2 separate regions of the Ovis aries genome follow, and region 2 is linked to region 1. Evidence: chromatin contacts called from public Hi-C data. All regions are on one chromosome and are shown on one strand. Each heading gives the region's core, a stretch centred on a gene start, on an enhancer-like site or on the middle of the called end of the contact. The rest is flanking DNA. Distances are from core to core; before and after follow the strand shown. Region 1 holds the start of PITPNM2 (phosphatidylinositol transfer protein membrane associated 2). Region 2 overlaps HIP1R (huntingtin interacting protein 1 related).

Evidence for each region. A called contact is a pair of places that touch in the nucleus more often than the background predicts.
Region 2: a contact with region 1 is called in a Hi-C map of hypothalamus, with 2.4 times the contacts expected there. The contact joins the enhancer-like site here to the promoter of PITPNM2 in region 1. A contact is called at or near these places in 2 of 16 Hi-C or Micro-C datasets (hypothalamus and liver).

What each region holds. Positions count from the first base shown.
Region 1 is chr17:52,432,058-52,434,990 of ARS-UI_Ramb_v3.0, forward strand. It overlaps PITPNM2 (phosphatidylinositol transfer protein membrane associated 2), which reads left to right and starts at 1,363. Exons shown (of 28, transcript XM_060401114.1): 1 at 1,363-1,738.
Region 2 is chr17:52,716,078-52,719,010 of ARS-UI_Ramb_v3.0, forward strand. All of the region lies in intron 1 of HIP1R (huntingtin interacting protein 1 related), which reads right to left. Among named protein-coding and RNA genes, the nearest start is that of HIP1R, 12 kb to the right of the region's middle. Within about 2 kb of position 1,389, at least 15 of the 54 cell types and tissues checked have an H3K27ac peak or open chromatin away from gene starts, as enhancers often do. A contact at or near this core is called in hypothalamus and liver, where this site is marked.

The DNA of each region.
Region 1 (2,933 bases), core at 113-2,612:
GGTGTTAAGTCCTCTGAGTTACTGGTTTGGGAGCAGGTACCGCAGGGTTACAAGGGCAGCTGTCCAGGGCCTCTGTTCTGACTGGCCTACAGGCAGAGAGCCTCACTCCAGAAATCTATATGCTCTGAAAACTTTTTTTTTTTTTACCTTTATCAAAAAAGTAAAGGTCAAGGCAGAAGTAGCAGTGAAAGGACCTGTCACCCAGTTTGGCTTCCACAGATCCTCAGGCAAGGAGGACACCTGTGTAGGAGATAGACGATGACTCAATCCCTGGCCTACTCAGAACAGCAGCTGGGGCTGGAAACCTTTACTGGGTCTTAGGGTGCCTCTTGGTGGAGGGAAGGAGTTGGCCCATTCAGTGTCCAAGGAGATTGGACGGCCTTTGGTCTGGGTTGTTCCTCTCTGACTTGATCTGAACTCATCTTGGGCTGCTTTTAACTTCACCTTACACTTGCCCTCCCAAGGGGAAGGCTCCCTGCCTCCTTTCAACCTGAGAAAGTGATACTTGGTGATAAGTAAACTACTCCTAGGTTTGGGGTGTGCCCTGTTTAATTCAGTTACTTCAAATCTTTATAAAGCCATCCTTGCTTAATCTAAATATATACTTCATGATTTAAATAGCACTCAGTACCCTCTTGGTCCAACTGGAGTGTCCAGTCTGGTCGGAATATCAAGATGAAGCTATTTCTGATCCTCTGCCAGTTCCTTCTTGAGGTCAGGGGCTAGATCTTACCCTCTGGCTACTATGACTGCCACGCCTTCTGATTGCCAAAGAGCATTTTCATTTTTTGGTCCAGACCATATTTGGTGTTCTGAGGAGAGAACTCCTGGTTGCCTCTATTTCTGCAAATCGGGTTGGTAACGGATAAAAGCACCAGGTGTCAAGGTCTGGACTTCCATTGACTACCTTTGGTTTGCCCACACATTCCAAATGCCTTCCTTAGTGTTCCGCTGCTCGTTCCCCTTGATTTTGTTATCTTACTCCCAAAGGACTCAATTTTTCCTTTTTTTTTTTTCCCCCTTTTCTGTAAATCTGCTCATTCCTTTCCCCTGGTAGTGTTGGGGTGGTGGTGGTGGGGGAGAGTGTTTCCTGGCAAGTGAGGCTCACAGTATTAAAAGGGCCAAGAGGTCGTGGGCCGGGGCCTCCCCTCATGGAAGTGACCTCCAGGCCTTTCCCGGGGTCGCCCGGGCGAGCGCAGACCTGACGCCCGAGCCGGGCCAAGTTTGTCGGGGTTTCTCCCGGCGGAGGCTGGCCCTCGCGGCGGGCGGGCGGGCGGAGGCGGCGGGCGGCTCCGCGCGTGGCCTGACGGAGGCGCAGGCCCACCGCCGAGTGAGGGAATGCGAGGCGGGCCCGGCGCGCACGGGCAGCAGCGGCCGCTGGGGCGCGCGGGGCACGGCGGCGCCGCCGTGTAGAGCTGTCAGGCCGGTCCGCGGGCGCGCCCGGCCCCGCGCCCCGCCGGCCGCCGCCTCCATCCCCGCCCGCGGCCCCCGCTCCGAGCGCCCAGACCCGAGGCGGCCCGCACGTGCGCCCGCTCGCCGCCCGCCCGCCGACGGTCGGGGAGCATGCCCGCGGGAGCCCGGCCGCTCGCCCGGGGCCAGCTGGCGGCGGCGGCGGCGCGTGGAGCCGCGGGGCGCAGCCGGCCGGGCCGGGGCCACCGGGCCGGAGTCTCCCGGGCCGCGTGAGGCGGCGGCGGCCCAGCGCGGCCGAAGAGGACGGAGCAGCGCCGTGCAGAGCGGGGTGAGTGTCTCGGCTGCCCGGCCGGAAGGCGGCGCGGCTGGGCCCCCTCCTCAGGGCCGCAGCGAACCCCGGGGTGGGGGCGGGCTCGGGGGCGGGGGCGGGCTCGGGGCGGGGACCCCCCCCCTCACCGGCCGGGCAGGCGGCGGCTCCCGGAGGCCCCGGCCCGCCCTCCTGGTCGGTGCGCGGAAAAGTGGGAGACCCGGGCCCCCAGCCCCGCGCTGGGAGGAGGGTGTGGCGCGCCGGGACCGGGGCTGAGGAAATCCGCCTCCGACGCCCCTACCCCAAGCACGGGCCCTCCGGATTCGGGGGGTGAGGGGCCCAATGCTAATTCCGAATTTCCGTCGGTTCCGGCTGGGGCGCGGAGGGCTCCCCTCCCCCAGTGACAAGTGTCACGGCGGCGCAGGGGCAGGTGTGTGTGCGGTGCTGGGCCTGCCCCGGCCGGCCCGCGCTCCTGACCGAGGGGTCGGGAGGAAGTGGTGGCCACAGCCCTCCGGCCAGCCCTCTGTGCTTCTCTCCTCCTCCAGCCCTGGCCTGCCTGGGTGGGTACCCGGGGCCTAAGCGTGGGGTGTGGCCCTCAGAGAGAGGGGGCCAGGACTTGGAAGAAGTGCTCCCAGGTGTCCCCCTCGCTGGAGGAAAAATCTAGCCAATCTCCATCCTGTGAGTCGCCCTTTCCTGTTGTAAAACCTGCGGTGCCAGCTCTGTGTCTGAGCAGCCATCTGCCTTCCTATCCCTCTCAGCTTTTCTTATGGGGTAGGGGGCCGGGGGCGTGCAGGGCCGCTGGGTGACTTGGGGAGGACAAAACTCTTGAGTCCCCCATCCCCCATAACGTGCAGCTAATTCTCTCTTAGGGAAACCTCCGATGGACGTTCTGAGTAAATAGAGTGTGTTTGCTAGGCAAATGTCATTTCAAGGCAAATCTTCTGGCTCTATCCCCTTTCAACGCATTTGCTGCCCTCTACATAAATCCTAGATTCCTCATCCTACATTCCTGTCCCTACCTCTTAAATATGGGGTAGGGCAGAAAGCCTCAGGCCTGCCCACCTCCTCCCCTCTAGAATCAGAGTTCTTCAGAGGGGACCTCCTTTGAGCATCTTTCTCCAACCACTGCTAGCTCTCTCCCCAGTTCCCATAGGGGAGCTGTTGGGGTGGCCGGCTAGACCCCTCCCTCCTTTCTGAAGGGAATGCTCCCCTTCAT
Region 2 (2,933 bases), core at 139-2,638, 280 kb after region 1:
CTGAGCCTGTGAGCCACAAGGCGAGATCCTGCCCGCCACAACTAAGACCTGACGCAGCCAAAAATTAAATAAATATTTTTTAAAAAGAAATTCTCTAACCTAAGCAAACCAGACCACTCGGGACTTTTCTTTCACTTGATACGTGCAGCTCAAACTACAACTAACGCTCGATGCCGCCGCCACTGAGAGCATCTGGAGTCTGGGAAATAAGGCCAAGGGCCAGCTTGTGCTGCAGGAGAGCAGCTCTGATCTGGAAACTGCAGGTGGTTCCTTCTCCCCAGAAGGTGTGGCCCCCTGGGGCCCTGGGGACAAGGCCAGTCCCCTCCTGACAGCTTCCATGGGTCCCGCTTCTCGGAGAGACTGCTGAGCCTTCCAGGACTCCACCAGGAGATGCATGTCACCCCCACTTTACCCCGGGGCCTGGCCTAGAGCGACGAGGCCCCCACAGCCACTACGTGGAAAACCAGGAGACACCAGGTCCCATGGCCTGTCTGCGCGCATGCTGGGTGGGCAAGTCCTGACTCAGCTCCCAGCCCCACTGACCCAGTGACTGCAACCCAGCAGGGGTGGCAGGAAGGGGGACCCACCTAGCACACGTGCTGCCCCGACTCAGGCTCCGAGCAAGGTGGCAGTCTCGGGCCCCTCCCACCTCCACCTGCTGGAGTCTTGTCCCCCTGAGCTCAATGCCTCCTCTTCCAAGAAGGCTTCCTGGATATGACTGCTCCCTCACCAAACGCTTGGGGCACTGTCACCCCGACTCCACTCACCCAGGAACCACCACTGGCCCTGGGCTTGCTCATTCATATGTTTTAATTCTCCACCTGGTGGCAAGTCTTGTAAGCCTCTGTCCACCCACCTAGCCCTGAGCTTGTGGATCGAGTGAGAAGAGCTGCTGGTTGGCAGGAGGGTCGGGACGGGGTCCCTGCCCAGTGCAGACACCTCTCCAGCTCAGCAATTCTCCCAAGTCCCCCACAAGTGCAGCCCCAGGCTGTCCAGGGAGCTCTCGAGGCTGGGCAAGGGGGTCCCTGCTCTCCCTGCAGCCCGGTCCTGCCCCGACTTGTCTGGAGCGGGCCCAGCTGTGGTGGGAGCAAGACAGGATGGAGACAGAGCCCTGAGGGGCAGCGGGTGCTTCCTTTCTTTCTAACCCGGAGGCCACTCTGCTCTCCACCTCTGGAGCGGGGACAACAGGACCTGGTGCTGCTAGGCGCGAGGTGATCTCACTCATCTGTGGTCCTGCTGTGACTGACTGGAGGCCTGCTCTGCGAGGAGAGCAACCCCAAGAGCCATGGCCGTGCTTTCTGCTCCGGCTCCCGGACCTGGGAGCGGCTGGGGCTGGGCTGGCCGGGCCCCTCATGCCCACCCCAGCCAGGCCGCCTGACCTCCTTTCACACACAGCACCCATTGTGGCCATTCCTGGGGGCTTGGGGAGAGCTGGGCAGTGGTACACAGCACTCTGGGTCCTGGGGGGGCGGCTCCCCCAGCATCAAGGGCCAGGCTGGGGGCGCAGCTCTGGCCTCTCTGTGGACCAGGGTCCTGAGAGGACACAGGCCGGTTCTGGCTCCCCTTACGTGAGAAGCCTCGGCGAGCCAGACACGGAAGGCTCCCTGGCCATCTGTTCCATGTTTGCTGGCCCTCTGCCAGCTCCACCTCCCTGAGGCCCCGGCGCCTGCCCACGATCCACAGGCATCAACTGTGAGAGGAGCCGGCCTGGGTGTACTGCTGCTGGCCTGCCAACCTCATGCCCCACCGGGCAGAGAACTTGCCCCAGAGGCTGAGGACAGAGATCAACAACCAGAAACGCCTGGGCACTCCCCTGCACCAGGTCCAGGCAACACGCTCCCAGCGGGCGTGAGCCCACTTTCCTGATGAGGAAACTGAGGCTCCGGGAGCTTGGGTATCTGTACAGCTAATAAGGGCACAGGCAGGTCTGGCTGTGTCCTAACGATCCTGCAGTCCAGCTCCCAGGCCTCTCCTTCCAGCACAGGTAGAGAGCTGGCAGGGGTGGGCACATCAGCCCATGAGATGGGAGTGGGCCCGTCTCTGGGGTGTATAACCCCATCCCCCAACTGCCCTGACACTTGAGCTGGCTCTGACGACTGCCACCTGGCCCGCAAGACCATGGGCCAGCACAGAGGAGGGCCACAGGTGCAAAGCAGGCTGCCCCGAAGGCCGGGAGATGCCAAAACGTCACCTGCAGTCAGGCTCAGCAGGCACTCTGCCCTCCCGCTGTCCTGGGGCCTGACCCCAGACCCCAGGAAGGGGGCGTGCGGACACCCCTCCCTCCTGGAGGCCAGCCCCCCGTCCCTCTTCCCCTGGCCTGCAGCAGAGACCCACCCTGCCCAAGTGGGCGGGCTGGGGCCCAGCAGGGGAGCCGGGAGCAGGGCTCACCTCCCTGCCCTCCCGCAGCGTCAGTCCAGATGTAAGCGCCCTCTCGTGGCTGGGCCTGGACCCCCAGGAAGCGTGCCTGGCCTTCCCTCTGGGGAGTCAGCTCGCGGGTCCCCTTCCTCCCACTGCCCTGCTTCAGTCTCCCCTGATTTACGCTTCTCCACGCGCTCAGCACCCCTGACAGTGTCCTTACTCACCCCCCACCTCCCTTCCCCCGAGTCCATGTCAGTGCCATGGGGTGCACATGGAAGGTTTCCAGAGGCAGCGAGGGAGGCTCTGGGGACCCAGCAAGACGTGGGTGACTCAGGCCCCTCCCGTCCACCCCCCCTCCCGCAAGCCCGCCTCCTGGTGCCGTCCGCTCCCCGCGCCACCGGCTGAGGGAACAGGGTCCCTCCGGCGGGAACAGGCCCCGTTGTGTGCAGGCGGCAGATGTGTGGGCCGGGAAGCCTCCCAAGGAGGCACAGCGCTCACACAGAGGGGGTCTGTGGATGCTCACAGGCCTGCTGTTCCTGCCAGGGGCGGCAGTCAAGCCCCGTCTCAGGACAGGA